2 separate regions of the Mus musculus genome follow, and region 1 is linked to region 2. A link is a contact called in public targeted proximity ligation data. All regions are on one chromosome and are shown on one strand. The core of a region is the stretch at or near the end of the contact, and the rest is flanking DNA. Distances in the headings are between cores, read along the strand shown. Region 1 has its middle 29 kb from the start of Gm41829. Region 2 holds the start of Plpp6 (phospholipid phosphatase 6).

What was found.
Region 1: a targeted proximity ligation map of pancreatic cancer cells shows a contact between it and region 2. A contact is called at or near these places in 1 of 39 promoter capture datasets (liver), 6 of 484 Hi-C or Micro-C datasets (the Ba/F3 cell line, the G1E-ER4 cell line, the HL-1 cell line and 2 more), 1 of 130 datasets of targeted methods (pancreatic cancer cells) and 2 of 9 other capture datasets (adipose tissue and liver).

The regions. Positions count from the first base shown.
Region 1 is chr19:29,214,890-29,218,004 of GRCm38.p6, forward strand. No RefSeq gene overlaps it. Among named protein-coding and RNA genes, the nearest start is that of Gm41829, 29 kb to the right of the region's middle.
Region 2 is chr19:28,962,397-28,965,823 of GRCm38.p6, forward strand. Plpp6 (phospholipid phosphatase 6) reads left to right here and starts at 1,524. Exons shown (of 1, transcript NM_028922.3): 1 at 1,524-3,427. The coding sequence starts at 1,605. The coding sequence ends at 2,483. It overlaps 4430402I18Rik (RIKEN cDNA 4430402I18 gene), which reads right to left. Exons shown (of 14, transcript NM_001374140.1): 3 at 1,140-1,277.

The sequences.
Region 1 (3,115 bases), core at 167-2,666, 250 kb after region 2:
GTGTCTTTGTTAAGTAGGAGAGAAAATTGTGTTTTGCCTATGACCTCAGAAGTATTTTCTATGAAGAAGTTAATCGAAGAAAATGTAAGCAATGTAATAAATTATTTGGGTATATAGTATTCTTACCAAATGTGTGTGTGTGTGTGTGTGTGTGTGTGTGTGTGTGTGTGTGTGTGTAAAGATTTATTTTGTAGATGTGAGTACACCGTCACTGTCTTCAGACACACCAGAAGAGGGCATCAGATGCCATCTCAGACAACTGTGAGCCACCATGTGGTTGCTGGAAATTGAATTCAGGACCTCTGGAAGAGCAGTCAGTGCTCTTAACCACCAGGAAACCGAGCCAACCAAAAAACCTCCTAGAAAGGAGCACACTGGAAATACTAAAAGGTTTAGGTACAGGTAGTGACTTTAGGAATAGGAGTCAAATGGTTCAGGAGATAAGAGCAAGAATCGACAAGCTGGACTTCATTACATTTCAAGGCTTCTGGGATAGACTCAGTGGACGGACACACAGCTTACAGAACAGGAGAAATATTTTTTTTTGGTTTTTTTGGTTGGTTGGGTTTCCTTGGAGGGGAGGGGTGCACAGGATCTGTCTTTGTAGCACTGGCTATCCTGGAACTCACTATGTAGAGCAGGCTGGACGAAACTCAGAGACTCGCCTGCCTCTGCCTCCCAAGTGTTGGGATTAAAACTGTGCATCACCACACCAGACCTCATCTAGACATTTCAAAGTTTCAGATCTTACATGAAGGTTTTTGAGCCATTCTTAATATATTATTATACACAGCTATAATATAATATAATATAATATAATATAAATTATTTTCAGCTGTACACTTGAGAGATATTAAGATTCAGAATATTTTTTAAAATGAAAAAAAAGAAACCCCCCCCCCACCCCACAGACCAAATACTTCAATCAGAAGACAATTCTCAATAATCAAAGTTATAAATGGATGATGGATCTGTGGAAAAAAAGAGCCACCATCATCTGTGGTAATGATGCATGACAGAAGAAAGAGCAAGACTGGGCCTGATTTACTCCAAAGGTTCTGGTGTCTTCATTCCAATCCAAGAGGTGCCAGATCTAAGTAGCAGTCACCCTTGTCCTGAACAAAGGCCGTCTGCTCTATATATAGAATAGCACGGCAAATGTGGTAACAAAAGGGAACAAGGCACATTTTTCTTAAACTTTTACAGGAGTCTCACCAGGCAGAAAATTGTTTCTCTGGTCCTATCGACTCAGAAGGACATACAAAGACCCCATAAACTATTAATCCATACATGATTAATCGATATGTGCTGGTTACTTCAAACCTGTTTGGAGACTGCTTGGTTTTTTTATGCCTTGCTGCTCTCAGTGAACGGTCTCTGACCTGGTCACCACACCTTCTGCACACATAACATTGTTCTGAGTCAGGGCCATGAAAGACTCGCAGAGGTGAATTGGGGACACGGTCCATGGAGGAGTACAAAGACTAGTAAGATTGATCATAATCTTTTCTTTACAGGTCACTTAATCCTGAGCAAGGTAAATAAATATACAGCCTGTGAGCAGAATGAATCTGTAGTTCGAAATAATCTCCAGGCACATTACTAGCTTGCTGTCAGGTTAGATGGAAGTTTGATTTGTAAAATCAGATTTTGAAAAACATTTCTATAGAAAAACCATTCCCACATGTCTTAATTACAATTACAAACAAAAAACAAAAAACAAACAAAAAAAAAAACCCAAAAAACTCCATGACCAAGGCAACTCTTATAAATAAAGCATTTAATTGCAGCCTTGCTCATAGTTTCAGAGGGTTAGAGCATTATTAGGTCTGAGAGCTTACATATTGCTCCAAAGACAGACAGACAGACAGACAGACAGACAGGCAGACAGGCAGACAGGCAGACAGGCAGACAGGCAGACAGGCAGACAGGCAGACAGGCAGACAGGCAGACAGGCAGGAAGGCAGCCCTCTTTTATCTTATCAAAAGAAGTACATCATTCAAGGTGGGCCATGGAAATGGGCTGGGAATCATGGAGTAGAGATTCTAGTGGTTCTGTGGGAAAGGCTGTTCTGTGGGAAAGGTAGCCTTTCCCACAGAACTGTTGGAATGAAGTTCAGGAGAACATCCCTCATTTGTCAAGTTGTTGTCTGCTAGTGCCTGTTTGGGAAACAGCTTTATCAGTCCTATTGAAATCCAGAGGGGGTCTGACGAAGAGAACACAGAGGCCAAATCTTGGCTCTGGTTAGTGGGTGGAATAGCATCCACCAATGGCTGGGCCTTTGAGGGAGATCATCTAAAAAACTAGTTTCGGTAAAAATGTATTTCTTTTTTTTTTAAAGATTTATTTATTTATTATATGTAAGTACACTGTAGCTGTCTTCAAACACTCCAGAAGAAGGAGTCAGATCTCATTACAGATGGTTGTGAACCACCATGTGGTTGCTGGGATTTGAACTCTGGACCTTTGGAAGAGCAGTCGGGTGCTCTTACCCACTGAGCCATCTCACCAGCCCAAAAATGTATTTCTTATGATGTTTCCCCACAGGTGTTAGTGAGGGAGACTGAGAGGAATACTTTTTACAGACTTAAAATATAAATTGTGTTATCAAGTCATTGCTGTGTCACTCCCATGACCCTTAGGCATCAGAACAAAGCAAATCAAAACTACATTGACATTCTATCTCATGACATCAGAATGGCTATTACCAAGAAACTAAAAACAACAAGGATGGTGGGGGGTGCGTTGGAGGAGGGCAATTTTTTTATGCACTGTTGCTGAGACTGTAAATTTGTCTGGCACTGTGAATATCAGAGTAGAAGTTCTTCCAAAAATTAAAACTAGAACTATTATATGATCCAACCTGAGAATACAGCCCTGCAAAGAAACCAAAGTCAGTATACCATATGGACACCTGCACACTCATCTTATTAATGCAGTGCACACAATATCAAAGAGATGGGACCGTCCTGGGTGCTGACGCAGGATAAGGGAAGAAAATGTAGCGTATGTGCATAGTGGAGTCTTACTCAGCTATAGAGAAGAAAACCATTTGTAGAGAAACAGATGAAACTGGAAATCAGGCCAGCCTGGTCTACAGAGTGAGTTCCAGAA
Region 2 (3,427 bases), core at 274-2,773:
GGCATTCTCTTTTTTAAAAACAGAGGTGGTCAGATTAAGTTAAGTTCCCAAGGTATTGATGGATGTATCATGCCCTGTTAGAATAATTTCATATCTATGCACCTCTTACAATTCTATCTTAGAAGTCTGGTACAGGGCCAGCAACTGGTGAGTGGGGAAAGTGGTGGGGGTCATTTTCAGCACCTACTTCACACCATGTCTATCACCCACATATGGCCAGTAGGACCATCTGGGTTCTGACTATTTCCCAAGATAATATCCAATCACTTTTACCCAACCAGTTTCACGGACGTTTTTCCAATGAACAGGCTGCAGTTTTTAAAAACGCATCTTTTCTCTCATCCTTGGATTACAAGAAATAGGTAGGTTTCTGGAAAACATCTTCCAGACTTTAGGATCGATATGTACAATCTTCCCTCCACCCCAAAAGTCCACCTTAGGGGACCCTGGGCAAAACCACTAGGTTTACTAAAGATTACTCCAATTTCAACTCCAAAGCTAAAACCAGAACCTTAGGGTGTTGTTGGTGATTGCAGAGTATTGAATAGTCAGCAGCATACTGCAGTGGGAAGCCCTGGCCGGTGATTTTTACAATTTTTAAAATCACAATTGCACTCATTGGAATGGAATCTAGCCCTTACTACTATTGTTATATAACACGCACATGACTTAAGGAAACTCAGAAAATATGAACAGCTTTCTTGTTTAGTTACAGGCTTTCAATTACCAGGTACAGCTGATTTGGTTATAGTTTTAAGTTATTTTCCCAAGCTTAAGAAAGTTTTTCTTAAGATCTGCAGTTTATTAATAGCCCCTTTCATAAATGCAATGCAACTGTCTCTAACACCTCCAAGAACATTCAGAAACGCTCTCTGCTCCAGTTAGAAAATGCCATGGGAGTTCCAAGAATAGAAAGCATCCACCAGGGTATTTAGCACTCAATTGACAGAACTTGGCTCAGGCCTGCATTGCAAAAAGCAAGACTTCCAAACTATGGTTTTTGCCTCAAGGCCGCTTGTACTTTTTACACTGTGTTAAAAAAGGGGGGGGGGGGCGGGGAATAAATGTACAAAACCACTATTCTTTATGACCATTAAACTGGTTTCAGACAGCAAAACCCACTGAGAAGTCAAAATCACCTTTACAAATCTCATGCTCTGTTGAATCACAACAGGGAACACAGGGGGAAAGCAGTCTGTCTCCAGGTACTGATTCAGAAGGTAGACTCCAAGGTACACAGCTTCCTTGTCCGGCAGGAACACTCCGGGGCAAGAAATCTTAAAAAGAAGAGGAGGGCAATCAAGGGATTGGTTTTTTTTGTTTTTTGTTTTTTTTTTTTTTTTTTGTGCAGAGGGGCTGTTTATCCTAACCTCCCACAGCTCTGAAATGACGCCATCACTGCGTCCTTCACCTGCACTTCCCACCTCTCCTCAAGCTGGTACTCCCGGTTCCCTCCCACGTCTCCGCCAGGTGTCACAATCGTGCTCTGCGGCTCGGCTCCTCGGCCCGCCCTCCGGGATGGCAGTGCGGAAGCGGAAGAGGCTGACGGGCTGGGAAGCCTGTCTCCGGTCTGCCCGGGTCCCCGGGACCGGCCTCCCTCCGCGATGCCGAGCCCCCGGAGGACCATCGAGGGACGGCCGCTGGGCTCCTCGGGCGGAAGCAGCGTCCCGGGCAGCCCGGCCCACGGCGGTGGCAGCGGCGGCGGCAGGTTCGAGTTCCAATCGCTGCTGAACTGCCGCGCGGGCGCGGACCCCGCCTGCGCTCGGCTGCGCGCGTCCGACAGCCCGGTGCACCGGCGCGGCTCCTTCCCGCTGGCCGCCTCGGGCCCCGCACAAGCAGCCCCGGCCCCGCCGCCGGAGGACGCCCGCATGAACTTGAACCCGTCCTTCCTGGGCATCGCCCTGCGCTCCCTGCTGGCCATCGACCTGTGGCTGTCCAAGAAGCTGGGGGTGTGTGCTGGGGAGAGCTCGGCCTGGGGCAGCGTGCGGCCCCTGATGAAGCTGCTGGAGATCTCAGGGCATGGCATCCCCTGGCTGCTGGGCACCCTCTACTGCCTGCTTAGGAGCGACAGCTGGGCCGGGCGCGAAGTGCTGATGAACCTGCTCTTCGCCCTGCTGTTGGACCTGCTGCTGGTAGCTGTGATTAAAGGGCTGGTCCGCAGGCGCCGACCCGCGCACAATCAAAAGGACATGTTTTTCACCCTCTCGGTGGACAGGTACTCCTTTCCCTCGGGCCACGCCACGAGGGCCGCCCTGGTGTCGCGGTTTATCCTAAACCACCTGGTACTGGCCATTCCACTGAGGGTGCTGGTGGTCCTGTGGGCCTTCGTCTTGGGTCTCTCTAGGGTCATGCTCGGGCGGCACAACGTCACTGATGTGGCTTTTGGCTTTTTTCTGGGCTACATGCAGTACAGCATTGTGGATTATTGCTGGCTGTCACCCCACAATGTTCCAGTTCTTTTTGTACTGTGGAATCAACAGTGACACCATCTCATTGATTATTGACACCTTGAGGTCTGAAGGATTCCACACTCGAGGATGCTGACCTAAGCCAGAGCCATCTAGTTGCCCCTCTGGGCAACTTTGGGAATTCTGGGATCCCACTGTCTTGACAGGTTCCTAGACCGGAGCGCATGCTGGCTATTACTGAACACGGCCATACTTGAGAAACAAAGTCTACTGTGTATTTGACAGCTATTTATCACCAAGACAACTGTAAAGAAATCAAGCTGGCTGACTGTATGATTGCTATTTACTTAAAGTTGACAACGTTAATGAGTAATTCCCCTCACCCCCCAAAAAAACAATGTTATTACTTGTAAATTAAAATTTAAGAGCCATTAGCTAGATAAACCATGTGCTATTCCCACCCTTTACCTGCAGTAAATTTTAAACAATAATTTTAAAGTTCAAAACAGATTTTTTTTCTCCAATTTAACTCTCTGAATATGTTGCCATAATTGGAGCTTTTTCCTTCTTCTGATTCCTTTAAGCTCTCCCACCCTTGTGGACTTGGTAGTTAAGAGGTTCCACAGAGTATTTTCCTTTCTGCTCCCAGTACCTCTCAAACGATCTTTAGATAGTTAACTTCTACTACTATTTAACGTTATCTTTTAGCACTCATAGAACAAACCAAGATATGGAAGAAGACATATTCAAAAGGTGGGCTTGTCTAAGGTTCCCACAGAAATGTAAGTATGAGCCTACTGTTTTGTTTCCTAGTCCCATGGACAAGTAGCATACCAGGGGGCAAGAAGCTGAGCTGCTGGGGAGAGTCAGGGGAACTAAGAGCTTAGAAGGAGGCAGACCGGGAAGTAGGCCATGGCCAGGGGCAGGAAATGAAGCCCTGCTGTCGGTCACCTCTACTAAATCAAGCAAATGGTCCTCTATTAAGTAAAAAGTAGAAGAGCAATGTGGTTCTTTTCAGT